Regions from separate parts of the Anser cygnoides genome. Here region 1 is linked to region 2. Evidence: chromatin contacts called from public Hi-C data. All regions are on one chromosome and are shown on one strand. The core of a region is the stretch at or near the end of the contact, and the rest is flanking DNA. Distances in the headings are between cores, read along the strand shown. Region 1 holds the start of LOC125182346 (nucleoside diphosphate kinase, mitochondrial). Region 2 overlaps DNAAF8 (dynein axonemal assembly factor 8).

What was found. Hi-C and Micro-C count contacts between places; a contact is called where the count stands out from the background.
Region 1: a Hi-C map of liver shows a contact between it and region 2, with 2.3 times the contacts expected there. The contact joins the promoter of LOC125182346 here to the enhancer-like site in region 2. A contact is called at or near these places in 2 of 7 Hi-C or Micro-C datasets (both in liver).

The regions. Positions count from the first base shown.
Region 1 is chr15:12,393,590-12,396,289 of Taihu_goose_T2T_genome, forward strand. LOC125182346 (nucleoside diphosphate kinase, mitochondrial) reads left to right here and starts at 1,334. Exons shown (of 5, transcript XM_048060142.2): 1 at 1,334-1,492; 2 at 2,241-2,371; 3 at 2,473-2,574; 4 at 2,646-2,700. The coding sequence starts at 1,399.
Region 2 is chr15:12,304,696-12,307,533 of Taihu_goose_T2T_genome, forward strand. It overlaps DNAAF8 (dynein axonemal assembly factor 8), which reads left to right. Exons shown (of 33, transcript XR_010825194.1): 30 at 740-809. Among named protein-coding and RNA genes, the nearest start is that of SBK1, 26 kb to the right of the region's middle. Within about 2 kb of position 1,461, at least 2 of the 3 cell types and tissues checked have open chromatin away from gene starts, as enhancers often do. A contact at or near this core is called in liver, where this site is marked.

The DNA of each region.
Region 1 (2,700 bases), core at 84-2,583, 89 kb after region 2:
AAAAACATTTTGCAATGCACACGTTCGCTGTTGGGAGATGATGTTTGGATAACCTGTGTACAGTTAGAGACGTGTGTCCAGGCTGCCTGCACTGGGACTGGTTTGTTTGTGGGCTTTGTACCCGGCAGTGAGCGGTTGGAAAGATGCAGGTGAACCAGAGTCCCACCCCCTTGGGGCTGTGTGCCCCCAGGCCCTGTACCTGGGGCCTGTGAACTGTCTGTGGAGGTCCTCAGGGGGGTGTGAAGAGCAGCCCGGTGAGGTTAACGTGGGGACTGCAGTCCTGCTACAGTACCAGAGAGGTCTCTTGCATCCTCTCACTGCTACTGAAAGCCCTCTTGTGGAGAAATGGGGGGGAGGGCACGGATGCGGATTCTGTCTGTCCTGCTGGAGCTGTCTGGGTTCAGGTGTTCCTGCAGTCCCTGTAGGTCCCTGCTGCAAGCTGGGGCTGGGGCGGGAAGGGGCAGCCGGGGCTTCGCTCCCAGCACGGTGCTCTGGGCTGGTGATTCTTTCTTGCAAAACCTTTGGTTGATCGTGGCTGTTTGCTGACAGAGGGTGAAAGTGCGTGTTTTTCCCTGGCTGGGCAACTGATCAAGGGCAGCAGCTGGAAGGGGGCCAAAGCCCAGGTTGGAACCTGCGAGCCGCTGCACTAAAAACTGATTCTCCTTTGCTGGTCACCTTCAGTGCTTAGTCTAACTTCCACCCAGGTCCATAGACAAAGGCAAAAATGCCCCCTGCCTTGCCTCTAGCAGTGCCCTGGGGTTGAAGTTCCTGGGCTCTTCCCCAGCGTGGGGGCAGTGGGCGGTGGATCCCCTGTCCCCCCGCTCCACTACAGCTGGCCCTGGCTCACCCAGGTGCTGAGGAGCTGCTGCTGTCCCCGTGTGTCCCAAAGGCAGCGGGCCGTGGGGTTGGCAGCCGGGTGCGATGCCTCATTGCCCCCCTTCCCCAGGGTGAGGAGCAGGAGGACACCAACGCACTGGGCTACGTGGGGTGGCAGGGGAGCACCTGGCCCTGGGTGTTGGGCACTCACTGAGTAAATATCCCAGTAAATGTCTGCGTGTATCTGCGTTAACCTTACCCAAAGCACCTCCTTCCTCTGTACCATCACCCTCTGTGCCAGGTAGGTGCCGGGGAGCAGGCTTCCCCCCCCCAAAACCCCTCTTTGCAGGGCTGGCAGCAGCTTCTGGTCAGCGAAGGTGCTGTTGGGCGAGCGCTGGCCATCGCCCTGTTTGCCTGGGGGGAGGCCCTGCCCCATCCCGTGGCAGCTTTGCTGAGCCCGGGCCGGGCCCCCCCCTGCGGCCTCTTTAAGGGGAGGGCCGGGAGGGCCGAGCCGGCCCCGGCCGGGCGTTTAAAGCCTCCACCCGGGCGGCCGAGGCCGACTCCGAGCCGCCCGCCCCGGCCATGGGCTCCCTGGGGCGCTGCCTGGCCCGGGGCCTGCTGCGGCGGCAGCCCGGCCTCGGCCGCCCCCTCGGGCCGCCCCGCCGCTACGGCTCCGGTGAGACCCGGCCCCGGCCTGCCCCAGGGCCCCCAGCCCCGGCCTTCCCTCCGTCCCTTCCCCACCCTGCCCCGGGGACCCTGTCCCCATCCCCGGCCCCGCTGCCCGTCCCCTCCCGGTGCCCCCGGGTCGGTGCTGGGGGCTCCTGACCCCGACCCCCGGACGCTGAGGCCGGGGCCGGCGGCGGCTCCCCCGGTGCCACCCCGGGGTTCGGTGTCCCCAGGGCCAGGTCGGGGCTGTCCTGCTCTGCCCTGGGGGGACAGGCACGGAGCGTCCCCCCCTAACCCCGGGGCTGGCGCTGGAACGCCCTTGCTTGGATTCGCATCCCCTTTCCTGGCTCCTGCCTCGCTGCGCCGGGATGCTCGGTGCCCCTGGGGACTTGTGCCCTCCTCGCTCTGCTCCTGCCTGCGCCTTCCCCTGCTGCGTGGCTCCGGCAGGGGCTGCGGGTGGCAGTGACAGCCGGGCCAGGCCCTGCCACCAGCCGAAACCAGGGCGAGCCCGTCCCACGCTGGGATCAAGCGCTGCCGGACGCGTCCCCTGCGCTCCTCACGGCATCGCTGCGCCTCCCTTGGGCCCGCGGCCGCATCCAGCCAGCGGGGGCCCAGGCACTGCTGGTGGGGGGGACATCGCAGAGCCCACGGTGACAGGGATGGGAAAGGGGATGGTGCTGGGGACGGAGACGCGGACGGGGCTGGGTTTGCAGGAGCAGCCGGGTGGCCGTGGTTCAGTGTCCCCGCGCCCCCCGTAGCCCCCCCGGAGCTGCGGGAGCAGACGCTGGTGCTGGTGAAGCCGGACGCGGTGCAGCGGCGGCTGGTGGGCGACGTCATCCGGCGCTTCGAGCGGCGCGGGTTCAAGCTGGTGGCCATGAAGCTGCTCCAGGTACCCGTCCCTACGCTGCAGCCCCCCGGGGGACCCCGCGCCACGGGGATGAACGCGGGCACCCACCGGGTGTCCCCGCCGTCACCCCGCGGTGCCATCAGGCGGACCGGGGCCTCCTGGACAAGCACTACCAGCAGCTGCGGCAGAAGCCCTTCTACCCCGCGCTCCTCTCCTACATGACCTCGGGGCCGCTGGTGGCCATGGTGAGGAGCCAGCCCTCCCCCCCCCCCGGCCTCTCCGGGGCTGTGGTGCTCAGGCGTCCCCTGTCCCGCAGGTGTGGGAGGGCTACAACGTGGTCCGGTCCTCGCGGGCCATGGTGGGGGACACCA
Region 2 (2,838 bases), core at 211-2,710:
TTATTCTGTCTGATGAAACATTCTTACCAAATGTTAATTGCTGTTAGCAGGGAGTGATGTTATCCCTATAGGAAGCTCATCTCTGGAGGCTTTGGAGGGAAAGGAGGTGTAGAAATCAAAAGATGAACGCACGAGATGTAAAATCCTGGAGCTGTTGAAAACCACTGAAGGGAAAACTGTTGCCAAGCACAATACCTGGATATGGCAGTAGCGAGTGGTTCCAGAAGCTGAAGACTCTGCCTGTGCATGGAGTTAGTTAAAAAGGCAATTTTGAAATTTGTATCTTGCCTTTAAATCTCTCTTGCCTGTGTCTTGTGGTCAACTCATGTGGCTTGAGGGAGACCAAGCAAAACAAGGTCTAGTGAAGCAGACCTGTTGTCAAAGGCAGGTTAGAAAGTCCTAGGTTTTTGGAAAAACACAGAGATTATATTAGTTGAGAAAAACGCCGTTGCAGAGACCTTAAATATCTAGATGTATGTGCATTTCCCACTGCCCTAGAGACCCCATTATGCAACAGGTCATTACTGTTTGTTTGGAGGCTTATATTTTAAGAATCCAAATCCATTTATACAAAGCTTTGTAAAACCCAGGATTTGTCTGTGTAAAGAAGTTCAGTAACAGATGCACATGGCCAGAGCTGCTGGCACTAAGCATAGCTCTCCTTAAAGCTAGGTCATCAGCAGTCTCCGACAGCTTAGATGGCGAAGTAACACTGGTTTCTCTTTTTCTTTACCCCCAGTGTCTGTTGGCAGAAGCAGTCGCTACTGGACACTGCACAGCATCTCCTTTATCCCCAAAATGAGAAACAGGCAAGTAGTTTATAATAGAAATATATGTTCTTTTGTGCTCCTGTGGTGAATGAAACTTGTCCAAATCGACTGAATTTTAAAAGAAGATGTCAACTTGTGTGAGACATAAATGTTGCTTCATGACAGCCCCAAGCCTTGGCTTGTACTGAGAGCTCAGTGCATGATGGCAGGTAGGACCAAAAGCCTGTCAAACTGTCTTCCACATTACACCAGTAGCACTACTTTGAATCAAAATATTTGGAGATTTTGATAAAGATTCAATATTTTCTGTAGATGCCAGTTACTTTTTTTATGAAGAATCAACACTTAGTAAGGTATCTGTGATATTTCATCAAAAATAAGACAGAAAATGTTCCTTCAGCCCTACTGCCAAGCTGTCACGTGTCCTGTGTTCTAGAAGTCATGTTTCAGAAGCCCAAATCCAAATGGAAAATGAGAAACTAAACCATTAGCCATTCCACGGATGGGCTGGCTGAGTCTTCTCTCAGTAGTTCCCCCCGAGAAAGGAAGCACTAAGTTCCCAGTTTTTAAAGACATTTGAGCACTTAATGGAAATAAACCAAACAAATATCTTTAAAATTCTGTCTGTAATCATCAAAGGTTAGTATGAAACAAATACAGAAGGCAGTACCTGAAGAGTTAGGACTAGGAGGTAGAAAAAGAATTTGGGAGAATGAGAAAGGGTAGCAAGTAGGCAAGCCTCTCCTGTGGATCCCTTTTGGTCTCATCTAAGAGAGTTAGATGTGTTTGTAACTTCCTATAATGTTGCAGAGCTGCTGCCTTCAGTACCAGTGCTCCAAGGATTGAACCTTAAAAGACACAGAACCCTCTTTGAAGTCTGCGTTCCTGCCTGTAACACAAGCAAGACTACCCCAAACTTCCCAAAAGTCTCACAGCTGCTGTTTTCAGCAGCTTTCTCTAAGGCGCAGCGAGCTTCTCCCTTGGTTTAGCTGGGATTGTATGTGCTGCAGTGCCTGGAAGGTCTGCCTGCACAACTCTGCGATAGCTGCAAGGCTGTCATAGCACAGCGCGTACTGCTGCCAGGGTGCCCGTCTGTTGCCAAGTAATGTGACAGGGCAGCCAGTCCAGGCTGGCTTCTGATTTGCTTTGAAAAGGACATTGCATATCTCTGGCTGACACAAAATCCTTTCTGCTTCACGGCCATGGAGAATCAGCCTATCAGAACGAGGTTTATAGTACTTTCTGTGATAGATAAGATAAAAAGCAAATACGCTCAGCCCTTTTCCCTGCTTTTAGCAGTCTGGGCCGCTGAATCAAATCCCTCTGGCATTGCTGGAAGCAGGGGCTATTCACAGCAGTTCAGAGCTTAGACCACATGTCTAGCCATGGGACAGTGGTGGCTGCAGCACTTCCCAGAGTGGGTTGCAAGAAGCACAGCAGCAAGTGGTGTTTATTTTCAAAGGGGCCTTTTGCTCCATAGTTCAGGGTGGGTTTAGAAATCACAGAGCAAGATCTGAGGAGCAAGCTCACTGGGGAGTGATTGTAACTCAAAGGATGTCCCTAGAAACCATGTTTGATCCTCTGATCTCGTGCTAATGAGTTTATGAAATGTCAGCTAGGCTTTCCAGGTCAAAGCTAATGAGCATCAACATGATATCAGGCAAAGTTCAAGAGGGTTAAGTGAACGTGGATTTCAAATCCTTACGGTTTGAGCATAGCTGTATTGTTCACTGGTGGAGTCAAGCCATGGAAGTGAAAAGGAATTTCATACTTGCTCCCTGTGTGATTTGGGACTAGGCAATGGGATGAGAATTCAGATTTCCAAATGCGGACTGTTTCAGTGCTGAAATCTGTGTCTGGGCTAGTTGTCTTGCCTCCTCCTGTAGCTGCTGAGAGAAGCAAGCATTTTTATAGCGCGTTTCATCTGCCCTAGTTGAAACATTGACCTTAGGAACAGATGAATTCACGCTTTGGAAGTGCCTTATCCTCATGCAGTGTCCCTGCAGATGCCTGCTCCCCACACAAGCTTATCTCAGCACACACAGACCACACATCTGGAAGTGACAGA